4 separate regions of the Mus musculus genome follow, and regions 1, 3 and 4 are each linked to region 2. Evidence: chromatin contacts called from public promoter capture Hi-C and targeted proximity ligation data. All regions are on one chromosome and are shown on one strand. The core of a region is the stretch at or near the end of the contact, and the rest is flanking DNA. Distances in the headings are between cores, read along the strand shown. Region 1 holds the start of Dmrt3 (doublesex and mab-3 related transcription factor 3). Region 2 holds the start of Fxn (frataxin). Region 3 holds the start of Klf9 (Kruppel-like factor 9). Region 4 holds the start of Smc5 (structural maintenance of chromosomes 5).

Region 1 (7,261 bases), core at 744-3,243, 1.3 Mb after region 2:
ATTTAAAGAGAAATTCAGCTTCGATAAAAGTCCGTGGTCCTCGTCTTTCTTAGACGCACAGATTTCAGATTGAAACAGTACAAGTTCCCAGATTCGTGCCATTCGCAGAGCATAAAAAGTGATTTCTGTACCTTTCCCCCCTGTTTCGGGGCCCAAAGATCAACGCGTGACCCTTGTGCCCCGTCTCCACAATTTACAAAAGTCCTACTAGTTGTAGAGTTAGAAACTTGTTTTTCTGACCAAGGGTGGAAAGAGGCCAGGTTAGAAGGGTGGGGGGAAAAGGGCAAAAGCCAGGGGTACTGGTTCCGTGCAGTTTTGGGGAAATTATCTTGGAGATAGCATTCGTGTGCAAGGGGTTCCTTTCCAGTCCCAGCAGGTCAGCCCGGAACAACTATCAACTCCTCCACGCACCTGAAACCCGAGTAGCTAAGGGCATCGAGGGGGAAAAAAGGTACAAAGCTACATTTATATTCCGCGTTCAAAGCTCTCTCCCGGTTCCAAATCACTCTTCTGGGCAGAGAGCTTGCTGCTTGAACCTCGGACGACACAGTCCTAGAATTCACAGCAAACTCAAGATTGCCAGCGATGCTCTCTTCCTTGGCTGGCGGTAGGGCTGGGCACTGGAAAGCGACCTCCAGAAAGAGACTATGGTCTCTGTGCAGTTCAGGAGTCAGGTACCGCAGCAGACCCGTTTACGTTAACTTTCACCCACACAGTAAGAAGCGGAGCGCACGTTCCCAGGGGCCGCTAAAAGACCGTCCGGGACTTCCGTTGGCTCCTTCCCACTGAGTTGTTAAAGCGGTCCTGAGCCTACTTTATGCCTTGATTTTTGTTCGGTTGTTTTCTTGGTTGAGTGAAAAAAGGCAGCCTTCTCTACACGTACGTAGTAATACTCGACATTGGACAAACCAATACTGAAAACAAGCAAAGAGTATAAACGAAATTTATGCTGTAAAAAAAAAAGGCTTATGCAGTCTAAGGTTATACAGGAGACTCTTCATCGTCACGCAAAGATTGTTACGAGTAGGGTCTATTCCTTATTCTTAAGTAAAACACAGCGTCTGTGGGGATTTGAACTGGGCAATTCCGGACCTTGGCTGATTCAGTGGCCTTTGCGTGAACAAAATACCAGGTAACTTTGGGGCCACTAATGTGTCTTCTCCCTACACCCTCGGAAAGTTTAAACAGTGCTTAAGAAAAACATCCAAGAGAGCACTTGGCAGTCCAAGGCAGAGAGGTCATTCAAGGCAGAGATTGTTTATTTTAAAGACAAGAGGAGGTTAAGTAGAAAATTGAAGTTACCCTATAAAACGAGTTGTCTTCCTGAAGCCTGACAGATTAAAAAAAAAAATACTCATTTTTCTTCTGTAGCAATGAAAAAGAAACTAGATTGCAAAACCAAGCGAAGAATTCCCGAATCACTACTACCCCTCTTTTGATTCCTCTTGCCAGGTGGAGACTTTCCGGTTCTTGAAACCCGGTTCTCCCGGGGCCGACCTGCGGAGTACCCTCAATTCCCTCGCAAGCTCCGAATGGCTGAGGCCAAGGGTGGGAAGGAAAGCGGTCTAGGGCTCAGTGCTTCGAGGCCAGTGCTGGAGCGACGTGAGAGGGTAGGGGAGAGGCCTGCCGGCTGGCTTACAAACACCCACCCCCCTCCCCATCGTCCCCCGCCCCACACCCGGTCCGCCCAGCGCTCCCGCGGTACCGCAGCGGCGCAGTCCCTCCCGGCTCAGGAAGGGGTAACAGAGCGCTTGGCAGAGGGGGCTGTGAGCGCCCCCGCCTGAGAGGCCAGGCTGCAGGTGGCGGGGAAGGTGAGGTGCAGGAACCCGAGGGGTGCCTGCCAGGGAGGAGGAAAGCGCGTGGGGAGCGCAAGGAGGCTGGGACCCCGATTGGGGGGGGGGTGGCGGCGGGAGGGAGGAGGGACTGGGGGGGGAGGGTGGCGGAGGAGGTGCTGGGTCCAGTCTGCGAGGAAGGGACCAGGGAAGGAAGTGGCTCAGACCGTAATCAGAGCTCTCCCCGGCTCCTTGCAGCTGCTGGAGAGCCTCAGCGTGGGAGGACCTGCGGGTGGAGCCTGCGCCCCGAGAGCGGCGGGCAGAGAGGCGGCACGCGTGGGTACCGGCGGGCTGCGAGCGCCATCGGAGCCGGGGAGACTGCTGCCGTAGCTCCGGCCGCCGCGGACCTTCCGGGGCCTCCCGAGAGCGGGCCTCCGAGCTCTGTGCTCCAGCTCCCGCCGCCGGCCGGGGGGAGCCCTGGGCATGAACGGCTACGGCTCCCCCTACCTGTACATGGGCGGCCCGGTGTCGCAGCCGCCGCGGGCGCCCTTGCAGCGCACGCCCAAGTGCGCGCGCTGCCGGAACCACGGGGTGCTGTCCTGGCTCAAGGGCCACAAGCGCTACTGTCGCTTCAAGGACTGCACCTGCGAGAAGTGCATCCTGATCATCGAGCGGCAGCGGGTGATGGCGGCGCAGGTGGCGCTGCGCAGGCAGCAGGCCAACGAGAGCCTGGAGAGCCTCATCCCGGACTCGCTGCGGGCTCTGCCAGGGCCCCCGCCGCCGGGGGACGCTGCGGCCACCGCCGCTACCGCCTCGCAGTCGTCGCCAGCCTCCCAAGCGTCCCAGCCGCCCGCGCCGCCTCGTCCCACCGCGGAGTTGGCCGCGGCCGCCGCGCTGCGCTGGGTCGCGGAGCCCCAGCCCGGGACGCTGCCAGCGCAGCTTGCTAAACCAGGTGAGAGCGTCTGCGGCGCTGGGGTCGCGCTCCGAATGAGGGAGCTTCGAGGGCTCTTCGGGATCGTGGGGGAAGGCCGAAGACAAGTTTGTGGGAAGTGGACCTGGTTGGACCTGCCCCACCCCCACCAGGCACCGGTTCTTACTCTCCCGGAAAGGGGGTCTCGAGAGTCTGAAGCCGATGGAACCCAGGAGCCCGCCAGAGGGGCCAACCAGATCGCCTGGCTGTGTCCCTATCGTCAGAGGCTTTCCCCGGGTTGAAAGGGAACATAGCAGGTCAATTTTAAAAATAAAATGATGTCTTGGGGAAGACCGACTTTAAACACACCACAATGAGGAGGGTTATCCGGGCTGCGGGTTTTAGACGGGTGGGGGCTCTCACTTGGAGCGAGGGGGTAAGTAGGTGCTGGCTAGCAGTCAGGGCCCAGTGCTTTGCTGTTTCTAGGTGATTCTTGGCTTGGTCCGGAACAGGCGTTTTGTCTCTTACTTAAAGGAACTAGGAGTCGTTTTGTTTTTTTTAGCCAGGCTAAGAGGCCTCAAGACTTAGAATTTGAAAAAAAAAAAAAAAAAAAAGGCGCCTTTTAAGAACTCTAAGGAAAAGGCTCCAAAGTGAAGCTACTTAACTCTCTTTTGCTGAACTACTTCTTTGGTCCTTTATTGCCATTTCCCGGGCTGCTGTGGTGTGAAGAAATTAAAACCAAAACTTGGCCTACAGTGGAGAAAACCTAGCAAGTGCCTTTCCAGGATTTTGCGGGGTTGGCCTGGCCTGAAATAATGAGGGGCTTTCTGGCCATCTAGCTTCCCGCTGTTCAGATATGCTCTGATTTTGGGGATGGGTTAACAGGGTTCTGAGCCCTGACAGTGGGCAGACCCCGGTTTCTACTTAGTTCTCTCTTTCTGGCTCTTTCCTGAGTCCCTGAGTCCGGCTGCCCCTATTTTAAGCCTCTTCCTCTCTTTCCTCCGAGGAACCTCTAGCTTTACTCCTGGCCGCTCGCAGCCTCCTGGCAACCGGAATTCAATGGAGTTTGGTGTTTCCCCTTCACTGGGTAAACGTACAAAGGAGACAGGCCCATCTCCTTCGGAATGGGGTGTACTGGAATTAGGAGTGAAAGGTCCGTAGTTTTTCTGGTAGCTAGAGCCTCTGTCTCTACTTTCTCAGCTGCTCAATGACAGCTCTTGCTCTTCTTCAGAGAACCCCAGAGCACTGTGCTGAACTGGGGGTCTGGGGGGGCTACTCACTGTTGGTGTGTGGTGAGGTGGTAGGTAGCTTGGCCAGTTTGTCCTACCTTCTGGCTCAATTGTGCCCGGTAGGCCTGAAGTTCAGAAAGCAGTTTGCTGGCTGGGTTTTGTGGCTATTTAACAAGGAACATATAAGCATGTCTCAGAAGCACCGCCCCACGACCCTCATCTTATATTTGTGGATTTGACAGTAGAGAAACTAGAGCCTATTGTGGGAGGAGGGCTTGTCCTGAGAACAAGAAGGGGTGTTTGGTCTTAGTCCCAGAATTCCATGCTACCCACTTTTAATTTTCCGTTCCTGGTTTTCCTGGCTCTGGGAGTCCCCTGGACTAGAGAAGAAGAGGTCGAGTTAAAAATTCAACTTGCTATTTTACAGTGCCCAGCTGCCTATCAGCAGCTCTTAAAGAGCACTAACCTTGAGTTCTGTGGTCTCTGTCCAAGAGGGGACTCCTTTAGCATCGCGTGGTTCTCAACGGGTTGTCCTTCTCCATAGCCAAAATGTATAAAGAGCCAACAAAACCCAAAGCAAGGAGAAAAGGGGGTGGATGAGGGCATTGAGGAGGCCAAGTTGAGGCAGGAGGGCCCAAGCCTTAGGAGAATTAAAAGGGGCAAAGAATTTCAAGGGTGCTAACCAGGCACGGTGCAGGATTTCTCTCCTTCTATGTTCACGAGCTACTCAGAAGTAGCCTGAGCCTTCCAAATTGAGAACAAGTAATTGAGAGAGAGGGGGAAAAAACAAGAAGAGGAGGAGGAGGGGAAGGAGGAGGAAGGAGGGGAGGAGGAAGAAGAAGAGGAGGAGGAGGAGACAGCCTGCTGGAGACTGAGCTGTGTGGGACCAGGGGTTCAGTTTCCAGCTGGTCACACCACATACCTTGCACATTCGCCAACCAACTTTTGTTTTCGTTTATCAATTGCGTTCCTTTAAGGAAAAAAACAAACAAAAAACCCAAAAACACTTGGCTTGAGAGAGAGTTCTAAAAACAAGCTGATTTACAGTTTTTCAGCCAGGAACACAAATAAGATTCCTCTCTGCAGCATGTGTTTTGAAAAGCAACTCCGTTGGGAGGGGGGCAGCCAAGTTAAAAACTCCTGGTTGAGACTGCCTGTTGCTGCCTTGCTGTGCGGTTTTTTGTGATGTGTTTGTATGTGGGGCTTCATCATCTTTAGACGCTTATAGAAGTTAGTATTGCTTCCTGTAGAAGTTAGTCCATTCCTCCCAGAGAGGAAGTGTGACCCCATTGGGGTGGAAGGGCCATGACCAGTGCTCAGCAGCAGTCTCTGAGTCTAGAAACTGCTAGCAGACCATTTAGGTCTGCTCCTTTGTTACATTAGGGTTTGCAAGTCGGCTTGGCTTGTTTGTCACATTGGGTTTTGCAAGTCGGCTTGGCTTGTTTGCAGGCAGAGGGGCCTCCCACACATCGCTGTGTTCTTGAAGACCGGTGCCGGTGGAGCACCAGCAGGCGGAGGGAATCTGTTTCTTCTCCGAATATTTGAGGGAAGCACAGGCCTTAAGAAGGATGTTGGCTAGGCATCATGGGAGAAAGCCCATGTAGTTCAGGGAAGAGACATGAACACCAGTTTTCTAACTGGAGGGAATCTTTTCCTAAGCTCTCTTTCAGATGTCTTAAAGGAATGTTTGAGCATTGTTTTCAACGTGAGTTTAAGAAGATTCTACTGGCTGTTTCAACTAGGGATTGAAAAAAATTTTTATTACAGCCTTCTTCTGCCAGTCATCTCTGATGTAATTAAATGAGATTTCGATTGCGCTCCAATTTCTAAGTTACCCTTTGCTATAGATACTATGCAGCCCCACGTATTCTGCTCTTACCTTTGTGTCACCTCCCCTACCCTCCCCCCCCCCGCCCCTCCCCATGAAAACAGCTCAGGGAGTCTTAACCTTTTGCAGCTGTGTGAGCTTCTGACTTGGGAGTCTTAATCAAACCAGGGGCTCTGGATCTGAGGGAAGTTAAGGGTCATGGCCAAGGCGGGAAGCTAAGCCACATTTGCTACCTTACCGCAAACTTTCCCTCTAGAGGACGGACTTGGGTGGCCATAGGCCCGGGTCCCTGGGAAGGAAAGATCAGTGGCTGTGGAATCTTCCTTGGTGTGTATCTGCCATATGGCAGATATACCGTGTGTGTGTGTGTGTGTGTGTGTGTGTGTGTGTGTGTGTGAGATAGCACATAAATATATAGATTCCACATGTACACCATATATATATATGTAAAATAAATACACTTGAGTTTAATTTAATAGAATTGAATTTAAATAGCTGATATATATATGTGGGTATATTATATATGTTTGTATGTATAATTTAAATGCTCTTAAAGGACATTTGGTTGGAGACTGAAGAGGAGGATTGGATAGGAGAGTAAGATGGCCTTTAATTCTGAGAGAGGCAGACAAGGCAGAGAGAGAGGGAGAGGGAGAGGGAGGAAGAGAGAGAGGGAGAGGGAGGGGGTAGAGGGAGAGGGAGAGGGAAAGGGAGAGGAGAGGGAGAGGTCGATGGATTTCAGAAAGCTGACTTTATTTTGCCTCCTGCTGAAGCCCCTTCGTGACTGCTCTGGGCTGCCAGCTCCAGCGTGGTTTAGATTGCCCAGTCTGCTTCCTTCATTTTAATTCTTTTCCCTTTCCCTTTTAATTCTCCAAAGAGACATACTCAGGTATTTGCATTGAGGGTTCCTGTGTACAGGATTGTACACCCAGGGCAAGGAAGGAGCTGGGAACAATTACAAGTCACCTGGAGTGTCTACCTGTGAATTGAGAAAACAAAAAAAAAAAAAAAAAAACAAACACATCTGGCTTTGAGATGGCTTGATCTGAAGCCAGGGGCTTTAGGCAAAGCCAGATAGGAAGAAATGCCAGGACAGCAAGACTGCCACTTGGAACCTCTTATTCAGATCTGACTTTGGGAGCAAAGAATCCAGTCTTTTCCTTGCTAGATTTGTTGGGTAGGTCAGTTGCAGTGACTTGGGGGAATGCCTGACTGACCAGGCACAGGAGGCTGGGCTCTCTGGTGGCCCCAGCCCCGGATGGTGTGGCAGGAAGCCCAGGAGTGGCTTATGCTGACAGCATGCTGGCTTCTCTGGGTACTGAAGGTTGTCTGCTTGCCCCTGGTCACTGTTCCTCCCTCACCTAAGCAAGTCTCCCTGAGCCCTTCCTTCCCAGCCCCTCTGGCCTCAGCTCCTTGCCTGCTTCCTCCTCATCCCACCTACCCTGAGGGGCATTGGAATGTTCCTGTCTGTCTGGTGGAGCCAAGGACTAAGGTTAAAGGAAAAAGAGTCCTCCCAGAGGAA
Region 2 (7,356 bases), core at 1,876-4,375:
AGCTTGGACCATCTGATAGGACGGTCATGAGACATCGGGAGCTCTCTGAATTTATTGAAAGGAAACCAAATTTAGTCCTTGGTTGTGGTGGTTTGGATAGGAATGGCCCCTTCAAGTGTTTGCAGGCTTGGTCATCAGGGAGTGACACTATTAGGAGGTGTGCCCTTGTTGGAGTAGGTGTGGCTTTCTTTGCTGGAGGAAGTGTGTCACTGGGGGTGGGCTTTGAGGTCTCAGAGGTTCAAGCCAGGCCCACTGTCTCACTTTCTTTCTGCTGCCTGCAGCCTCTCAGCTGATCTCCAGTACTGTGTCTGCCTATGTGCCACCATATTTCCTGCTATGTCTGCCTGCATTGATACCACGCTTTCCCACCATAATGATAATGGATTAAACTTCTGAACTGAAAGCTAGCCCCTATTAAATGTTTGATCATGGTGTCGCTTCACAGCAATGGAACACTGACTAAGACAGCTGTGGTAGCTGTATCTCACTCAGGTGGTCATGGTTAGGTAGCACCAGATCGAGCATCTCTCCATTGGCTAAGATAGCTATGCTGACTGTATCTCAAGTGGCCATGGCTACACCGCACCAGCTGCCATGTGCTCGAGAGTCGTCTCTCTCTGCTTGGCACTGCTCTGTCTTTAGCTGAATGGACTCACAGAATCCTTTTCTCCCTCATGGAGTTATGAGGGAAGAACTTCATCGTGATCATCTTTTTTTTAAAAAAAATAATTATCTTGTATTTTGTGTGTGTGTGCCTGAGTATATGGATATACACAGCATGTATGTGGGTGACCTTGGAGGGAGAAGAGGGCAGCCGATCTCAGATCTCCAAGAACTGGAGTGATAGAAGGTTGGGCGCTGCCTTGTGCCAGGAATCAAACCCAGATCCTCTCTAAGAATAGCAAGTGTTCTTAAATGCTGAGCCATCTCTCTATCCCCTACTCCATCATCATCCGCTGGAGGGGGTAGCCCTATAGAGTTGCAGTGCTCACTTACTTGTTCCTAGGGGGCACAGGTTGGGTCCCTATAAGTCTCAGGGTCATAACTATCAAATGGCCAATGCGTATGCATAATTCTGTTTGTGCATGTCTGTCTAAAGACACTTTATTTATTATATATTATTGGTTTGTCAGCTTTGAACTTGAAGCAAGAACACTTATAACTCATGCTGAAGTGAGGTGTTTCTTTTTTTCTTTCTTTCTTTCTTTCTTTCTTTCTTTTTTTTTTTTTTTTTTTTCTCGAGACAAGGTTTCTCTGTGTAGCCCTGGCTGTCCTGGAACTCACTCTGTAGACCAGGCTGGCCTCGAACTCAGAAATCCGCCTGCCTCTGCCTCCCAAGTACTGGGATTAAAGGCCTGTGCCACCACTGCCCACCTGAGTGAGGTGTTTCTTTCATACATTTTCTTTGCAAGCCATTCCACAATCTTACTATGTTTACTGTGGCTCTAGGCTTGGGGACCACTTTCAAACGACAAAGTCTCCCACAGGTACATCGACGCAAACAGGCATTTCGCTGAAGAGACTGAATATCTGCTCACTCCGTGACAGCGGAATCAAGCCTTGTTGGACAACGGCCGGGAGGGGACACCTTCCATGAGCCTTGCGCTTTTGGCCAGTCTGCCGCTTTCAAAGTGACTGTAGGAGCATCAGGGTAGACAACTGGGGACCGTAAACGATATTGAGCCACTGAGAACAGACTCTGAGCATAAAGATGGACCGACTGTATTTGCATTGTACAGGCGAGGAAACGGAGATGCCAAAGACAAAGTTGCTCAGGCTCTCAGAGATGCAGAAATCCAAAGTGCACAGCTGCAACTGGAGCCCAGCTGTCAGGCGCCAGGCAAGGGAAGAACAGGGCAGTAAACATCCAAGAAAGTGTTTGAGGAAGCATGGGTTACAGGTTCGGCCCTTCAAACCCTAGCCGTCTCTCTCTCTGACCAGTCCACTTTTGTTTGTTTTGTTTTTAAACTTTCTTTTTCAGTGTTATAGAAAGAACCCAAGAACTCTTGAACGCTAAGTGACCATGTCACTGCTGAGCTACAAAGCTAGCCCTATTTTTATTATTGTTTTTTATTTTAATGACAGGACCTCAAGAATCCTAAGCTGGGTTTAAACCTGTAGACATTATTATCCCACAGCCTACTCCACCTTTGTCCATAGCTCTCCCCTTCCTAGAATGCTCCCCAGACCCGTTCTTTGGCATCTATCACGGCCCTCTCCGGAAAGCCTTCCTTCACCCTACTGCTGTCTTTTCAAGCCACGGAGTAACAGATTCTGTTCTTTGCATCTACTAAGAACCGAGACTTATCTGAAGTGCTAAGGCCTTTGCGAATACAGTTTAATTCTCCCGCCAAAATCGCAAAATGGGTGTTACCCTTTAATCTCCTCGGAACAGAAAGCCAAGCCCTGCCCCCAGACAGTTAGGGTCTCCCCAAGGTCACAGGGCTCTCCAGCGCCGCGCAGTCAGAACGTGGAACCAAGATCCCCTCATTTTCCAAAAGCTGGACTCTAGGGCTCTGCTGCTACACCTGTGATCCCAGCAGAGAGGAGGCAGGAGGATCACAGGATTGAAGCCACTTTGGGGTACTCAGCCAATCCTAGGCTAGCCAGGGATACAGAGTGAGGCAAACAAGCAACAAAAAGCCCTGCTCAGAGCAACTCCACAACCCCATTAGTCTCACGCCCTGAAAAAGGCAACTTCGGAGTGCACACAATAATAAACACGCCCTGCTGCACACGCTATACATCCTGTGTTAATTACGGAAACTCGTCTTTTCCCATCCCCACCGCCAAGGTCCGAAGCCCGCGCAAACACCGCGCGCGCCCTGCACCCAAACGCGCGCGCAACCAGAGCGACTCGGCGCGTGCGCGCTGCGCGTCCCCGGCATAGGGGCGGGCGCGGCCTGCGCTCCGGTGTGCGGCCCGGCGAAGCGCGTACTCACGGCGTGGCGGGTGGCGCCGGCGTTGACTGTGACATGTAGGCCTCGGCGGCCGCAGGTTACGATCGGTTCCCTCCAGCGCGGGTTCCCGACCCAGGCGGAGGCCCGGGACGCCGTCCGGGGCAGCAAGCCCACGGCTGCGCGACCTCCGAACGCCCACATGCTACTCCAGCTCCGCGGCCGCTCCGCCCCGCGCGAGGACTCGGTGGTGCCACCTGGTGGCCGTGCCCCCCCCCCGCCCCCCCCCGCCCCCCCCCCCCCCCGAGCGCCGCGGCTGGGCTCCTGCGCGCAGGTCCAGCACTACAGCCCTGTGCAGACCTTTAACCAGAACCCAGAACCTGCTCTGCGCCAAACTCGCAACGTATCCCTTGGGCAGCACTAGTGTGTAAACACTGACCCCTGCAAGTTTATTCGCTGACAACAATTTTACAGAGTGGTAGTGGGTGATTCTGAAGATACGCTGGTGATCAAAATAGCTTTGCTTAAAAAACAAAACAAAACTAGTTCTAACAGCTAGCTTCAACTGCCCGATCATCTCAAATTCCGCATCTCTTAGGCAATAGAAGTACCAGGCAGCATGAATGGAGGAGGGGCTTCCGTAGCCCCAGGCTCAGCCGAGGAACTATTGGTTGCTGATGGCTATAGGATGAGGGAGGGTGAGTTTTCTTCTGGGATATGGCCTCTGATTGGCTGTCCTAGCTCCATGGGGATGGTCCTACACTGTATACACTGTTAGGGCTAAGTGGAGTCGGTTTAAAAAAAAAAAAATTCAGAGCGGTGGTAGTGTACACCTTTAATCCCAGCACCCGAGAGGCAGAGTCAGGTATATGGAGTTCGAGGCCAGCTTGAGCTACATAGTGAGTTTCAGAACAGCCGGAGCTACATAGTGAGACCTAGTCAAAATAAATAAGTAAATAAACAAATAAACACATAAATAAATAAAAATTTAAAAAGGAACATAAAATTGGGAGGAGGGGTGGGGTGGTTCGGTAGGAGTTGGGAGTGGCAGGTGAGTTTGATCGAAAACACATTGTATACATGTATGGGATTCTGAAACAACAGTAGGAATAAGGAAGTGCCCGGCTGAAGTACCCGAATGCTTCTTGGATGAGGAGTAGTCAGGACTGGTGATTGGTTCTCCTCATAGCTGTTTTTTTTTTTTTCCCCCCCAGCAGCCCCAACAGGTTCCTCACACTCCTGGTAGTTCTCCTGGCTTTTATGTCAGTGTGAGAAGGAGTCTGTGCATTGTCTCGGGTTGCCATTATGACACTGGAGAACTCTGAGCTTCAAGAGTTAAGAGACAGTGTCAGAGGAGTCTTTTGCCTCCAGGGTCTCAAGAAGGATTGAATGACAGCAGCGGTCAGCAGCAAAGCGTTTAAGAACATCCTCCATGTACCACCTGACTTGGGATACTATTGCTTCTGATTTCCCACAAAAAGCCACAAAGGAAAGGGGAAGTTTGTAGTGACTGCTAATGCAACCCTCCCCCTCTCTCTTTCTCTCTCTCCTTCCTTCCTCTCCTTCTCCCTCTCTGACCTGTAGCTAATTTTCAGATATGGAATTGGAAGCCCTGACATATTAAGTGACTCCCCCCTGATTGAAGGGGAGTTAGAACCCTGGCTTCCTGATTTCTGGTCCGAGGGCTCTTACACCCTCTGTCTTAGAAAAGGAGTTTTTCTTAGTTTCAATATCACAGCTCTAACTGGCTCTCTGGGATCATGTGCCCATCCATGGAAGCCAATAGTCTGCAAAACAGTGAGGGCTACGCTACCGGTCAGCATCATGGTCCATTCTGTGCTGCTGTAATGTACTGCCTGAGGCTGGTTAGATTATAAAGAACAGAAATGGATCCTCTGGAGAGGAAGAGAAGAATGCTGTTCCTCACACAACAGAAAGGCCTCCAACAAGCCCTGTGTATAGCAAGGGTTGAGCCCTCATGACCCAGACCCATCCAAAGGCAACATCTTCCAATACTGGTGTGTGTGTGTGTGTGTGTGTGTGTGTGTGTGTGTGTGTGTGTTAAGGGTCTCAAGAAGAATTCATGGAGTTGACAAAAGCATTCAAACCACAGAAGCCAGTACCAGGGAGGGGCACGTTCTGGTGAAGAGGCATGGAAAGTTCCAGTGATAGCTATTCCGGTCGGAAGTGATGTTGCACATATTCCCAAAACAATGACTTCCACGATGGGGGACTGTAAGCCTGTTCATTTACTTATAGATCAGAGAAGTTCAAGGTGTTCCTCCCTAACATCTGCCAAGGACATAGCGCTGTTTACTGAGGAGCTGGGAACAGCTCCTTGTGTCCCAGGAGACTGGTAGCACTCAGTATCCAAACTCTGGCATGCCTCTGATACACTGCTGTGAGCTTAACATAGAATTGACTCATGCCAGGTGGTGGTGGCGGCGCATGCCTTTAATCCCAGCACTCAGGAGGCAGAGGTAGGCAGATCTCTGTGAGTTCGAGGTCAGCCTGGTCTACAGATCGAGTTCCAGAACAGTCAGAATTACACAGAGAACCCCTGTCTCAGAAAACCAAAAACTAAACTAAACCTAAAAAAATAAAAAAATAGAAAATAAAAAACCCCAAAACCCCTACTGATTAATAAAGTGTGTGAATCAGTTAACTGATATGAGTGTTTTTGAGAATAGGTAAGAAACAGCACTAATTTAAATAATAATTGCTAACTATGAAATGTGTGATGCCCAGAAGAGAGGAGGTTGGGCTTATTTGCTGGGCCTGACTTCCAGCAGCATGCCTTGGGGTCCTAGGAGTCAGCATTTGGGAGAGGGCTCTCATCTCTACAAAACCAAAATTATTCTTGGAGATTTATCTGAGGGGTCACAAAGATAGAGGCAGGTGGTGTGGTTGGAACAACATGTTATTTATTTGTGGATTTTGTTGTTGTTGTTGTTTGCTTTTTGAGACAAGGTCTCACTATACAATCCTGACTGACCTGGAACTTGCTCTGTAGACCAGGCTGGCGTCAGACTCACAGAAATTCATCTGCCTCTGCCTCTCAAGTGCTGGGTTTAAATGTGTCTGTCACCACATTCGGCATGTATGGCAAGTGCTCCATCTTTGAGCCCCATCCTCAGCTCTGAGATATCAGCCTTAGAGGGTGGCTTGTATTGATTAAGGAGTTGGCATAGATGTAGCAGCTGTCCCTCAAGGAAGCTCTGTGCTGTGATAGAAATACACATGGCTTTGTGGGCTCAGCTGCTGTATCTGTACAGCACAGCATTCAACAGGTGAGAAGCATGCTTCTCATGGACACACAAGGGAGTTCAGGACAGGAACTCAGCAGGAAACGAAACAGAGACCATGGGCGGGGGTGTGTTTTGGTGTGTGTGTGTCCCGGGGGAGTGCTGCTTACTAGCTTGCTCCAAATGACTTGCTTAGCCTGCTTTTTATACAACTCAGGACCACCTGCCCTGCAGATGTTAACAATGAAATAGAGATATATAATGAGCTGAAATGTCCTTCAAGTTCCCTGCAGAAAATCTCATTCCCCAATACATTCTGACCAAACTGTATTTGCATCCAGAACCTTGAAAGAAGTGACTAAGGTTGTATAAGGTCATACGACCCCAAATCCAGTGTATATCTGTATTTATGAAGAGAGGGTAAGGTTAGGGCTCTAACTCAATAGTACAAAGCTGTGGGTTCGACACCACATAAAGAAAAACAAGCCAAGTGTAAGCTACCTCCCCACAAGCTGTTGGTAAGAGAGGTTCAAACAGTCTCCCCAACAATACAGACTATTGTCATTGCTCCCGACTGTCCACCAGAACTTGACAAGAAGACCCAATTGCTGCAGACTCCACACACGTTGTACTGCCTGGGGTAGCTGCCGAGTCAGAAGTCAAAGGCCTGAAAACAGCGCTCTACATGTTGATGTGCTGGAGACACAACTAGTAGTCAGTCATAGGTCAAGTGTGGTCATGCTCTCCTTGAGGATTTCTCAATGATGACCCTTTGACCTCCTTGCTGTGGGGTTGCCCCAGTCTGAGTTTCAGCAGCAATCCTAGACTCCAACCACTAGGTGGCAGTAGTGCCCACTCCAGATTAAGTTGCTATACTCTAATGTTTCTAGACACTGCAATATCGTCTCTTGGAGTGTCTGGGGCAAAATTGTCCCCTTCAGTTTCTTTGTGCAAGTTTGAGCTATAGACTTACAGCAATCTCTTTTTCTTACTTCCAAGTTTGAGATAATTTTCATGACATTGTCCAAATTCCTTCAAACTTGGTTCTTATTTATAGTTAGTTTTTTTGAGTCAGGGTCTTGCTAGGAAGCCCAGGCTGGCTTGGAATTCCCTGTTCGCTTGCCTCCAGCTCCTGAGTGCTGGAGTTATAGGCACACACCTCCATGACTGGCTCTATTTCTCATTTCTCAGAGTTTCAGTTTCCTCACTGTCAA
Region 3 (6,585 bases), core at 1,853-4,352, 1.1 Mb before region 2:
TATGCTTGCAGATCCATAAGAGAAATTCACATGGATGAGATCTGCTTTCTTGGTGTTCTTTATAACTGAATTGGGAGTATTGAGAGAGTGTAGTCGGGATCCTATGAAGCTAAAGGGCACTAGAAAGAAGGCAGCTAGATGTAAGGGAAGTTAAAGTTTGCATTTAAAAAACCCTGAGGTTAGTGTATTCAAACTCAGAGTCTTTAAGGGAAGATAGAGGCTCCTTCTCAGAGAATAACCTGCCCTTAATCTTTGGTAGCCTTTCAGGCCGAGGCCTGAGGAGACTTCATGAGTGAAACTAATACCAGTGGAAATACAAGTGTGGGAGGCTGTGTAGGCCTTTGACCATGAGGCTCTTCAACTGATCCCATCTATGCTGTGCCCTAGGGAGGCAGGCAGAGGTGCAAATTCCTAGGGACAGACTTTATCCTAGGGGGTAAAAAAAAAAATCAAAATTAGGCAGAACCAATCCTTCCCTTTCCTCCTTTTCTTTCTTTTTTTCCTTCATGTTTTTATGCTTTTCTTTTTTCCTTTTCTTTTCTTTTTCTTTTTCTTTTCTTTTTCTTTCTTTCTTTTTTTTTTTTTTTTTGAGACAGGATCTCACTCTGTAGCCTCCTCAAATGCCTCAAATGTTCCATCGTGCCTCAGTCTCCTGAGTACTGGGACTTCTGGTCTGCACCATCATAGCCAGCACCAGTGAATTCTTTTCTAAAATTAAGATTATCAGAATGTGGGCTGGAGAGATGGCTCAGTGGTTAAGAGCACTGACTGCTCTTCCAGAGGTCCTGAGTTCAAATCCCAGCAAACCACATGGTGGCTCATAACCATCTGTATGGCTTTAGTGTACTCATATACATAAAATAAATAGGTAAATGTTTAAAAAAAAGATTATCAGAATGTGCTGGACAGTGGTGGTGCACACCTTTAATCCCAACACTTGGGAGGCAGAGGCAGGGGGATTTCTGAGTTCGAGGCCAGCCTGGTCTACAGAGTGAATTCCAGGACAGCCAAGGATACACAGAGAAACCCTGTCTCAAAAAACCCCCCAAAAAGGCAAGATTTCCAAGATGGCTTCCCTGCTATACACTATTGTACATATTCTCTCTATATCTATATATGAATCATATACATATATATATATATATATATATATATATATATATATATATATATCACATGGATGTCATAAGGGTCTTGGGCCTGGGTCCTGCATGAAGCATGTCCTCTGTACTCTCATGATGTGATGTGATGGCAGTGATATTTCTCCATGGGTTAGCACTTCCTGTTATATTTGTTCTTTTCCCAGGAAATGACCTTGTGTGGTGTCTTTCCTGCATAACTTTAAAAGTCAAAATAATTTACCCTACCCTTCAAACTGGAAGGGTTCTTCTGAGACCCCCCCAGAGAACCCGGTGGAGGTATCCAAAACATTAAGGGTTAACCACGAGTGGGAAAGTTGGGGTTAGATATTGTGAAGTTAGTGTCTCATAGAGAAAAAGTGCCTTTCATACTCAGGATAAATGGAGGGATTTTTTTTGGGGGGGGGTTCGAGACAGGGTTTCTCTGTGTAGCCCTGGCTGTCCTGGAACTCACTCTGTAGACCAGGCTGGCCTCGAACTCAGAAATCCGCCTGCCTCTGCCTCCCGAGTGCTGGGATCAAAGGCGTGCACCACCACCGCCAGGCAATGGAGGGATTGTAAACCCGCAGTGTTGACTGTATGCCCTGCTGTAGATCCTTAGCTATCATGATGGAAAACAACCCAGCACTCATCTCAGGAAGAAGCACACTGAGTTCATCAGACTCCCAACCCCACACTAATTGTTGACCAAGTAAAGCCACAAGATTCAGTTGTTAAGGCTCTCTGGATGATTCCAGTTCTCAGGACTATTTAACACAGTTAATATTTCACAGGGGTGGCTCCTCTAAAGCAGAGTCAGGAATCGGGAACCCTGTGCTTTTTTTTTTTTTTTTTTTTTTTTTTTTTGAGTTCTGCGGTCGTCTACCTGATAAGGTAGACCAGTCTTGTTCTCTACAATTGTGAAGCAAGAGGAAGGAAAGGCTTGCCCAGCAGGAACAGGGAGGAGTCCCTACAAAGAAAAGGATTTTTTCAAGTTATGCAAATGCAATGTCTTATTGGTCTCAGTTTATGGGTTAAGATAGCTTCAAGACAGAGCGAATTTAGAGTCAAAGGCGCCCAAGGAAGTAGGAGGTTTAGCAAAATGCCAAGATGGCGGTGCTTTTGTGTAAGAACCATTTAATACGGAACCGGATCTTTTGTTAGCTGTGAAAAATTTTAGATGAATTTCTCTTGGTTAATGTGTGGGGTGAAAGAACTTTTAAACATCTAAGTGCTGCATTCCAAACAAGAACGAATTGATGCTGTCTCATCCGAGTCTGTCCTTGGACAACGTGGCCTGCCATATCGAGGGTTTAAAATTTGACTCACACTTAGTTTATTAAGCACCCCGTCCTTCCATCTATATTTTAGAGTTAGCACCAGCAACACAAATATGAAAAGATCTGTCCGATTCACTTCTGCTCCGCAGGTTTACAAGTGTCGGGCGCTTCCTTTTGGAACGCCCTTCTGATTGGCTGAGCCAATGCCAGTGACATCAACCAACTTACTTTTGATTGGAAGCCTGGTTGCTGGGACTGTAGCGTTTGCAGGAAGTCACTTAACTGTTTGAGGGCTGGGAACCCGAAGTTGAAGTTCTGTTTCGTCCCTAGGGATGGGCGTAACTGCCTAGGGGAGAAGCGTTCCCAAGCCACGCCAGCTGGCACGTGGGCCGGGAGGCGTAGGCGCGCGCGCGGTCTGGGCGGCATCTGCGGGGATGCGCAGCCGCTGGTTGCCGGGCTCCGAGCAGTTTCCCTTTTAAATGTCAGCGTTCGGGGCTGGAGGGGCAGCACGCGGCGGCGGAACGGAACGGTCGGATTGGCCGCGCGCCGTAGTTCTAGACGCACCTCTCCACCGAAGGGCCCTTCTGACTGGCAGGGGGAGAAAGTAAACAGAGTTGAATCACCCTCCCCACTGGCCAATTGGAGGGGGCCTGGATTGTGACGTGATGGGATTCTGCGAAATTGTTACTGAGCTGGAGAATGCCGGAGAGGCGCGGCGCGGCAGGACCAGGGGCTCAGCGGCCGTCGGCGGACGCGGGAAGAAGTGTCTCGTAGGCGCGGAGCCCCACTCAGCCCCGGCCCCCCTCGTCCGCGTACTCGGCTGATGCCCCGGGGCGTCAGCTCGGCGGAGAGGCGGTCGAGGACGTGCGCCTGGCTCGCAGTTGGCTTTCTCTGGGACTCCGACACGTTTGCAGTCGAATAAACTTGCGACCGCCACGTGTGGCATCTCTCCGAGGAGGGCGCGCCCATCGTGGGATCGCGCGGGGCGCCGGGCAGGGCGGCGGCGACAGCGGCGGAGCCGGCCGCGGCTGCTGCGTGCGGAGGCGCTGCCGGTTACGTAAAGATGAGGGGCTGAGGTCGCCTCGGCGCTCCCGCGAGTCGCAAGCTCCCGCGCCCCCGCCCCCTCGGCCGCGCCGCACCGCGCTCGTCGTCCGAGGCCAGGGCAGGGCTAGCCGAAGCTCCGCAGCCACCTTCAAGTTTGGCCGCACCGCCCGGGCTGCCGTCGCCCGCACCATGTCCGCGGCCGCCTACATGGACTTCGTGGCTGCCCAGTGTCTGGTTTCCATCTCCAACCGCGCCGCCGTGCCGGAGCACGGGGGCGCTCCGGAAGCCGAGCGGCTGCGACTACCTGAGCGCGAGGTGACCAAGGAACACGGTGACCCGGGGGACACCTGGAAGGATTATTGCACGCTGGTCACTATCGCCAAGAGCTTGTTGGACCTCAACAAATACCGACCCATCCAGACCCCCTCGGTGTGCAGCGACAGTCTGGAGAGTCCCGATGAGGATATAGGATCCGACAGCGACGTGACCACCGAATCTGGGTCGAGTCCTTCCCACAGCCCGGAGGAGAGACAGGATTCTGGCAGCGCGCCCAGCCCACTCTCCCTCCTCCACTCTGGAGTGGCTTCGAAGGGGAAACACGCCTCCGAAAAGAGGCACAAGTGCCCCTACAGTGGCTGTGGGAAAGTCTATGGAAAATCCTCCCATCTTAAAGCCCATTACAGAGTGCATACAGGTTAGCGGCGTCGCCTCTCCCCCGCTTCGGGCTTTAGCTAACCTTTGGCCGGCCAGCATTCCTGGGCGCCCAGGACACCGCACTCGGCCTAGAGGCTGCAAACATTTTGGAGAAGATGCTGCTTAACTCCTGCACTCTCTCCTTACTTGGCTCCAACCTTTAGGAGCCACCCGAACCCACCCCCACCCCCCCAACCGCCGCTCTGAGCAAGTGGCTTGCGTGGCTCGGCCTGGAGCCGGCCCGCCCCTCCCTTACCCGCCCCGCCCCCGGGACTCCGTACCCCGCCGCTGCGGGGTCGCCCCACCTGGGGAGACGCTGGGGGGTAGGGTAGTCAAATGGCGCAGCTTTTATCCCATTCCCTGGTGGGGTTGCAACGGAGGGGTCGGCCTGGGAGGGGAGCCGCACTCTGCGTGAATCGTTTTAGGATGACTAAGGACTCATTTAACTGGATGGCGGCTACTTTTCAGGGCTTGCCAAGGTGGTTTTAAATTTGGCTAAGAGTCCCCTGAGAGGTTTAAAATAAAACTGCTTCAGGCTGCAGGGGAGACTGATGAAGGAATGGATGGTGGATTAACTTCTTGACTAGTTAGCTTTCCTAAGGAACGTGATTCAGTGCTGATCTGTTCCCATGTGACTTATTTGGTCTCATGCCTGAAGCCTTAGGAGAGAGGTGTGGTCTTTGCTGGAGTTCAAGGCCTCACGGATGAGTGTGGGGGCGTTCCTCTTAGCTGTAGGCCACGCAGCACACCAACGTGGCTGTAAAACCATCTGCTCTAGGGAACTGGCTTTAGGAGCTTAGTAGGACCCTGGTCAACTAGCTCTGGTGGTTCTAGTTAAACATGCCTAGAAAAAGGTGGAAGGCGTTCACATATGAACAAGTGTTGAGGTCAGCTAGGGAAGGGTCGTTTGTAACTGTTGTTATGATCAGGCAGCGGGCCTTACCTTGTCCTGAGACCGCATGTTTCAGAGTTGTTGGCATCGTGTCCAAAGGTGTTGAGGGGTTTGGTGTGAGACATTGGCATTTTGTAGAAGAGGTCCGGAACCTTTCTTTGGTTTCAAAATGATACTCGGTGGGATTTTCAGGTTTGTTTGCTATTGAAAAGACTATGTAGCCACCTGCCCTTTTTTATTATCCTTTGGAAAGTGAGTCTCTGGGAGGTGGCTGCCAGCATCAGAATAAATCTTAAATTTCCTAGTGATAATGAAAAGCTAGGTGCTGTTTGGGGTCCACGTCTAGGTTGCCATATGAAACTGCACCTTTGTAAGTTTGACTCTATAATAGCAGTTGGACAGGCCTGTACCCTCAGTGGGGGGGTGTGACCTTTAGTAGGGCTCTGGGAGGTGAACAGAGGTATAATAACTCAGCGAGTTACTCTCCACAGCTGTTGGGCGGGCCTGGCCATGTCAGCCATGTTCCCAGGGTTCAGTGGCTCACATGGACACCCACGGCCACCTTGAGCAAAGGCATTTTCTCCTTCAGGAGGACTGCCCAGTGGATGATGCAGGTGGGGAGGCCCGCAGTGCCTACTGTGGCTCAGCAGAAGATACCCAGCATTCTGGGCCATTTCAGCTGAGTGCTTTTCTCGGGCATTTATAGAAATGGCTGCTCATGTGTGCGTGCATGCGTGCTGCTCTTTAATTCTCCATAAGGCACGACAGCTCAGCTGTTTCAGGAGAACCTTTCACACCGATCACAGTTGAAAAGGAAATTAAGTAGGTGTTCTTCCCATTTTAAAATGCTACAGTCATACCTTTGGCTCTAGTGGTGTGGTGATTTCAGGGGTCTTAACTTATGTTTGGGGGGGGGGGCGTTGGGGATAAGTACTGCTAGTGTGGACAAAAATGCCAGCCGCTACAGATAATGCCTGAAGTGTTTTGGAGAGGAGGCGCATGCCAAGTTGAGTTTCTGGCGCTTCCATTCTCAGACAGCTTCAGGTTAGCTCGTGGTTGGGTGGGGCAAGCAGCTTCCGGATTTTCTCTCTGCGACTTCTTAAATCCTGAAGGTGCTTGGATCATCTGCATTCCGTGAAAATCTTAAGAACTGAAGTCCCTGCCACACCCCCCGAGCTCAGTACTGCTCCATACAGTCCCTCTAGAATCCCTCCCTTTTGCTCACTTCCTTATAGAGTCTTACACAGCTCAGCTTCCATAGAAGTTGAATCATTTCAATTTTTTTTTTGCCCCCTTTAATTCATGGAACACCTTCCATGCTGTCCCGAGGAAGGACACAGAGGAGGTGACTGAGTGAGGCTCGGGTTTTGCCTCTCTGTTTTCCTGAGACCCTACAGCAGGTGTTTGTAATTGGGGGTTTGCAAACTGTCGCCCTGCTGCAGAATTGGCTTTGCAGATTTGTTTGCTGTGGACAGCACAGAGTTTATAAAAATTTCATTAGTTACCAGCATCTAAAAAATCAGGATTCTGGCCTAAGTCCAGATGTCTAGCTTCTCTG
Region 4 (7,126 bases), core at 2,626-5,125, 1.0 Mb before region 2:
TTATTACTTATTTTTAATCTGTATTTAATTCTCATTACTTATCAAGGCAGCTTTGGCAAGATATGAAGTAAGCTATAACCTAGACATTTCTCTAGCTTGCCTTTCAAAATCCTTAATTAGAATCCATAAATATCCCTTCTCTAGGTTTTTAGTGCTTAGGTATACCTAACTAATCTCTAAGTATAAATGCCAGAGTGCTACTAATATGCTAAATATATAAATAATTTAACAAAGCATACCAACTTTAACATTTAAAACGTTAAAAAGCCAGGTGGCAACAAAAATATGCATGTGACAAAGAACTACATGGATACACATGGAAATCTAGTATCACTTGTTAAAAAAAGAGGTGGTGCTGGAGAGATGAGTCCACTGATGAGAGCTTTATCCTCTTCCAGAGGCTTCAAGTTTGGTTCCCAGAACCAACATAGTACAGCTAACAACCACTTGTAACTGGAGCCCCAAGCCATATGATGTCCACTCCTGGTTTTATATATGTGTGTGCATGCATGTGTGTGTACACCTGTACACACACACACCTTAAAAGGCTTTGTAGCCGGGCGTGGTGGCGCACGCCTTTAGTCCCAGCACTCGGGAGGCAGAGGCAGGCGGATTTCTGAGTTCCAGGCCAGCCTGGTCTACAAAGTGAGCTCCAGGACAGCCAGGGCTATACAGAGAAACCCTGTCTCGGAAAACCAAAAAAAAAAAAAAAAAAAAAAAGGCTTTGTAACTCAGCCCTAGTTTCAACTTTTTCCTATCTCCTTTTTCTATCTCTACTCAGAACTCTAAATTCTATTATATATTTCTTCTAGTTTCCTGACTAATCTGTGCTTCCTTTAGCTTATAACTCTCCCTCTACTCTCAACCTATCTGACTTAATTTGCTCACAGCAACCTCCTGTCCTATCTCTAGTCCATCTGAATTCTCTAAGCTTAGCTAGCCCCCCTACTTGCTTGGGACTCACTTCTCTCAGACTCGTTCTGTGACAACTTGGTTGTCAACCTAAATACATCTAGAATTAATTAAAACCCAAGCAGCTGGGTAGACCTGTGAGGGATTTTTTTCTTAAACCACTTGAAGTGGGAAGACCCACTTTTCATCCAGATCTTCTGAGGTGTGAAGATCCACCTTTACTCCGGGCCACACTTTCTGCTGGAAGCCTCTATAAAGGACACAGAGGGAAGCTTGTTCTCTTTGCCTGCTGGCTTCCCCTCTTGCTCTCAGTGACAAGTCCATTTCTTCATTGGCATCAAGAGCCTACCTCTGGGATTCTGAAGACCAGCAGAGACATCCAGTGTCATGGACAAAGTAAGAATAACTACTGGCTTCTTAGAGCCACTGTCAATGGTAGACAGCCTTTGTTGGACAAGCTGAACCAAAGCCTGTAAGCCATTCTAATAAGAAGCCTTTCTGTATATGGATATAGATGTATTCTATAAGTTCTGTTCCTCTAGAAAATCTGAATATACCCCCCCAAATCTAAAATCTTATATTATTAAAATAAACAAAACCATACCCAACTCTGCATTTTTCACCTACTTTTTTTCTTTTTGCTGTTTTGGTCCAAGCTTTTCTTCCTTGGTCTAAAAAGTTTTCTTTTGTACTACTTGATCAAAGGGAAAACATTTTTCCAATTGCTCAATGTAGGAGGCTTCGGTCTCATTACGAGTTCAATGGAGCAGTTACTTCAAGGATTATTTTAACTAAGCCTCTCTGACGAGTCCCCCGTGAGTCTCAGCTCACCTTCCAGTACAGGAGATCTCTGCGCTCATCTTCTCTCATTCTTACAATAAAGACTTTTTTTTTCAATTTTTTATTAGATATTTTCTTCATTAACATTTCAAATGCCATCCTGAAAGTCCCCTATACCCTTTCCTTCCCCGCCCTGATCCTCTACCCACTCACTCCCACTTCTTGGCCCTGGTGTTCCCCTATACTGGGACATATAAAGTTTGCAATACCAAGGGGCCTCTTTTCCCAATGATGGCTGACTAGGCCATCTTCTGCTACATATGCAGCTAGAGACACGAGCTCTGGGGGTTACTGGTTAGTTCATATTGTTGTTCCACCTATAGGGTTGCAGACCCCTTCAGTTCCTCAATAAACACTTTTTAATTCCTCCAATTTATATTTTCCTTTTTGTAATTTCAAAGATTTCTGTAACATCAATAGCCACCTATACACAGGACTCCCAAGCCTGTGACTTATTCTTTTCTCTCTGAGCTCGTCGAGGCCTTTAGAAACTCCATGCATACATCTCTCTTAGCTATCCCACAGGAAAGTTCAAGACAGAGGCGCTCAACTGCATTCATCATTTATTCTCCGTCCACTCCACCCCCCCACTACTCTCTCTTGAATAACCAGATTGGTTAGCCAGAGCCAGACTTGGGAAGAACTAGGACACACTCCTCCACTCTCAGGCCTCACAATCTATAGGCAGATCTTATCAAATAACCCTTTCAGCTCTGCATTCTTGCTTTCTTACTTTAAATATTCTTGCTTGCTATCTGGCACCCTTTCAAAATCACAGGTTCCCGACCGCCTGCCTGCAGGATGATGCTGGAGTTCTTTAGTATAGTAACAGACAAGCCGGAACAATCGTTTCCAACCTCTATTCACCTATGTTCTTACATTCTACCTAAGGTCACTCACGAAACATTACAAACTGGCTTTCAGGCAGTTCCTTCTTTGGGTAATCGTCTTCCCTCCTTTTCTACTTTAGTATCTTCTTCACAAAGCTCTGATGGTTGGGGATGGACTTAGCCTTTTCAGTCTGTGCCTCCCATGAAATCCTGGGTAGATAAGTTACAGCAGATAACCTCATGCTGAGTACAGTTACCTTTCCTGATCAGGATTCAAATTAGCAATTTTGCTATTAGAATCTATACAGACCGGGGCAAAAAAACAATAGCCATGAGTTTATGTCATCAACAAAGACAGGTAGAAACGCAGCGATGTGTAAATAAAACAAACGAACACCTGATACACAACTGCTTGAAAAAAAAATGGTATTGTTATTAAGGGTCTATAAATTATGCAAGCCTACATTTAAGAAAAAATACCTCGAAAAGATAACTCTAAGATGATAAACAGATAATGATATTTCTGGTAACATTTAGAATCTACTCAACTAGTTGGGGTCGGGGCAAGGAAGAAAGGAGGATTGGACGGGGCAAGAATCTGCAAGGAGGTACAAAAACTGGGAACACGATTTTTAATTTCTTTGGTACACTCTAATCTCCAATCAACAACCATTACCATGTCATCTGCCCATTCTGGAAATCGTGTACACTTTTTAAAATTTGCCACTCTGCTGTAACTGTCGAGTTTTGTGAAGTGCACAGGTCCGTGGTAGATCGAGATTCGCAGATTAACAAACTAGAGACCCGGCCCCTTCGTATCTACTGCCTAGAGCCGACGCCTTCCAAAACCACTGGGTGGATAAAAACATCAGGCCACACGCCTACTACAGCCAACACGGCCAGTCTTCGTGGCCTAGGCAGGGAATGCCTCAGGGTTAGCCTGGCACAGGTTCCCCACCGCCGGGCACAGCCCACCGCCCCGGGCCTGCGGGCCGCTTGCTCCCGCCCAGCGCGGCCTGCCGCCACTCACAAGAAGTTCTCCATGGCGATGCGGACGATTGAGCCCTCGACGAAGGTCCCGGACGGCCGCGGCAGCGTCGGCAACGGGTTCGAGTTCTTTCTCTTGCTCGGGACCTCGGAGGAAGCATCTCTCGGGAGAGACCGCTTGGAAACCTGGGGGTTGGGGGGAGCAGCCTTCCCGCTCGGAGTCGCCATCCTGGCTTCCTCCGCGTCCCGCAGCGGCTTCCGTTCCCGGCGAGCCGCAGCCCAGGAGCCTCCGCGCCCGGCTCCCGCGCTAACTGACCCCGCCTGACCCCGCCCCCGCGGCCCCGATGCGCTTGCGCGGTTCCGCCCCGCAAACCCGAGGCCACGCCCCGACCAACGCTCCCCGGTGGCCTCAGAGGTGCGATGTGTGTGTGTGTGTGTCTGTGTGTGTGTGTGTGTGTGTATGTGTCTCTGTGTGTGTCTCTGTGTGTGTCTCTGTGTGTTTCTCGTGTGTGTGTGTGTGTGTGTGTGTGTGTGTGTGTGTGTGTGTGTGTGTGTGTGTGTGTGTGTGTTACTACTTTGCAACGGTCCCTCCCAGAACTCCAGGCTTCATCTGTCTTATGTTCTACATTGCAGTTTCCTTCCCTGGTGCTCAAATGAACTCCAAAGAAAAGATGCCTGTTGACTGTGCCTGTTGTTGGAAGCATGGCACTAACAACCATCTGATGCTCTCAAGATTGTGAAGAGTGTATTAATTACTTGCCCACTCACACTTCCTAGTCCTTTTATTGTATAATTTATTTATTTTTATTTTATGTGCATTGATGTTTTGCCTGCATGTATGTATGTCTGTGTGAGGGTGTCAGATCTCGGAGTTACAGACAGTGGAACCCAGGTCCTCTAGAATAGCAGTCCGTTCTCTTAACCACTGGGCCATCATGCTATCTCCCAGCACATACATTTATTTATTTATTTGAGACAGACTCTTTATATAGCTCTAGATGGACTACTACTCACTAGAGAGCCCAGGCTGGTCTTGAACTTTTACTACTTCTGCTTCCTTAGTGCAGCCACCAGTTCCAGTGCAGCCACCAGATGGCCTCTCCCTTCAGGGTTTCTTTTTTCTTTTCTTTCTTTCTTTTATTTAATTAAGCATTTCACTTATTTACAACCCAAATGTTGTCTCTCTCCCCCCCCCAGAGTTCTTCCCCCCCCCCCCCATCGCTCCTCCTCTTTGACTCTGAGAGGGTGCCTCTCCCTTGGTATCCCCCCTCCCTGGGGCATCCAGTCTCTGCAGGACTAAGCACATCCTCTTCCACTAAGGCCAGACAAGGCTGCTCTCTGCTACATATGTGCTGGTGGCCTTGGACCAGCCCATGTATGTTCTTTGGTTGGTGGCTTATTCTCTGGGAGCTCCTAGGGGTTCAGGTTAGTTGATATTGTTGGTCTACCTATGGGGTTACCATCCCCTTCGCTTTCTTCAATCCTTCCTTTAAATCTTCCATAGGGGTCCTTTCAGGGTCTTTAAATTCCCTGCTTCTTTAGGAATGGCTCTACCTCCCTGTGCCCATGTTCATCTCATTAGCCCTTTCAAAGATTATGCCCCTGAAGCCCATAGGCAACATTCACCCAACCAATAATAACCGGCCAGAGACTAGGGTAATGGGGAAATAAAGATAAACCATTAAATAGTTTTAAGTAGGAGAGGCCTGTGATCTAATTAAAGCTTTTCAGTCATTCTGCTTGCTGTGTGGAAAACTCATTGAAAGGAGACCTGGGGAGGCCAGTTAGAAATCCCATGCAGTAGAGTCCTCTTTTGACCACTAGAACCAACACTCCTTTTTGCAGGCCCCTGCTTCTTTCTCTCATACAAATGGAATCTGCTCAGTAAAAGTTAAAATGAAAGAAAACATAATCATTGTAGAAAGCATATAAACTTGTTATGGGTACTTGATGTGTGTGTGTGCCTCTGTGTGTGTGTGTGTAAAAATTAAGGAATACCTTGTAAAATGTTCAAGTAACAGGAAGAAATAAAAAGACCCAGTGCTTAGGATACCATGCTGCTAGTACTTCTACACATAGCTGGTATATTCTTGGCTTCAAGAACTTAAAGGTTGCCAGGCATGGTGGTGTATGCCTGCAGTCTCAACACTCAGTATACTGGCCAGGAAGATCACAAATCCTATCAAGGAGAAGGAGGGAGGAGAGGAGAGTCAGATTCTGAACAAGTAATTAGTTATGAGGGAATTTATTCTATGGACAAATAAGAATATAACCAGCAATGGTGGGACTTAAGAGCTTCACCATTAAAGTTAAAGAGTTAATGGGACCAGCGTTACCATTTCGTGCCAGGATGAGACTTTTAGAATGCTGTTAAAGTTATGTTTCTAAACTTAAAAGTTGGGAACAAATCCCCAAATTTGGATGACTGCAGAAAGACAGTCATACTGTGGGTTTTAACTGGCTCGTCATGGTTGCCACTGTATCAGAAAGCACAGTAAAGAAACCACTGAAATGGCCGCTCAGTGCTTGGAAGGGAAAAGCTTACTCCAAGCTGCCAAGACCATCTCTCCAGGAAAGCAGGGCAGGGAGAATGAGGGTTTTAAAGAGACTGAGTAGGAGGTGAGAGGGGCCAAGATGTTAGTGTGGGGGTTGGGAAAGCATAATGAGCATCTGTGAGGGGGGGCGGGGGAGCCTGGAGGCCAGCATGGACTGTGATGTGCAGGTCAGTGCAGCCGTAGGTTCCTTCTGCCAGTGGCAAGGGAAATGATTCCCTTGGGAGATAGCAAAGCATTTCACGAGTTCCAGAGGAATGCTGCTTTTTATCTAAATGCCAGGAATCCTTCTATAGTCCAGGTTGAGCTTTTCTATATATAGGAACTGTCTGAGAGCTAACAGATACCATCCTGAAAGAAGGATAAGGTTGGACCAGCAAGATGATGAAGCACATAAATGTATCTGCTGCAATCTGGGGTCCCACAGTAGAAAGAGAGAACCAATTCCTAGAAGGTATCCTCTGACTCTTACACGTGTGCTTTCACTCACACAACACCATACATACAATAAAAAGAAATCCAACCATAGAAACAATTCCCATGAAGCATAGGAACTTGGGGAGCACACAGGAAAACAATTGTAAAGGGAAAAAACTTGTAATTTCTTTATTCAAGTTAATTCTTAAGATTTTAGTGTAGTTTAAAAAAAAAAGATTTATTTTATGTATGTAAGTACACTGTCACTGTCTTCAGACATACCAGAAGAGGGCATCAGATCCCATCACAGATGGTTGTGAGCTACCGTGTGGTTGCTGGGAATTGAACACAGAACCTCTAGAAGAACAGTCAGTGGACTTAACTGCTGAGCCATCTCTCTAGCCTTAGTGTAGTTTTAATATCTGTCTTCTTGTACATGTATGGTGAGTTCCTTCTGTTTCTCAAAGATAAAAATAATACAATACACACAGACATTGTATTATCTATACTGTATTTGATCATCACTTGATATATTACTTTTCATGTCATTTTCATAAAATCATTTTAGGTAATTAGAATTTCATTGAA

The links. Promoter capture Hi-C pulls out the DNA fragments that hold promoters and counts their contacts.
Region 1: a promoter capture Hi-C map of embryonic stem cells shows a contact between it and region 2, with 2.5 times the contacts expected there. A contact is called at or near these places in 2 of 39 promoter capture datasets (embryonic stem cells and pre-B cells).
Region 3: a contact with region 2 is called in a promoter capture Hi-C map of pre-B cells, with 3 times the contacts expected there. A contact is called at or near these places in 4 of 39 promoter capture datasets (the 3T3-L1 cell line, the C10 cell line, liver and 1 more), 2 of 484 Hi-C or Micro-C datasets (CD4 T cells and rod photoreceptor) and 3 of 130 datasets of targeted methods (embryonic stem cells, forebrain and pancreatic cancer cells).
Region 4: a contact with region 2 is called in a targeted proximity ligation map of forebrain, with 7 times the contacts expected there. A contact is called at or near these places in 4 of 39 promoter capture datasets (the 3T3-L1 cell line, the C10 cell line and hippocampal neurons) and 2 of 130 datasets of targeted methods (forebrain and pancreatic cancer cells).

The regions. Positions count from the first base shown.
Region 1 is chr19:25,608,544-25,615,804 of GRCm38.p6, forward strand. It overlaps Dmrt3 (doublesex and mab-3 related transcription factor 3), which reads left to right and starts at 1,994. Exons shown (of 2, transcript NM_177360.3): 1 at 1,994-2,724. The coding sequence starts at 2,256.
Region 2 is chr19:24,277,465-24,284,820 of GRCm38.p6, forward strand. It overlaps Fxn (frataxin), which reads right to left and starts at 3,126. Exons shown (of 5, transcript NM_008044.3): 1 at 2,943-3,126. The coding sequence starts at 3,101.
Region 3 is chr19:23,138,124-23,144,708 of GRCm38.p6, forward strand. Klf9 (Kruppel-like factor 9) reads left to right here and starts at 3,103. Exons shown (of 2, transcript NM_010638.5): 1 at 3,103-4,136. The coding sequence starts at 3,632.
Region 4 is chr19:23,270,022-23,277,147 of GRCm38.p6, forward strand. It overlaps Smc5 (structural maintenance of chromosomes 5), which reads right to left and starts at 3,876. Exons shown (of 25, transcript NM_001252684.1): 1 at 3,613-3,876. The coding sequence starts at 3,797. Gm33950 (a long non-coding RNA gene) reads left to right here and starts at 3,887. Exons shown (of 2, transcript XR_386613.2): 1 at 3,887-3,984; 2 at 4,203-4,338.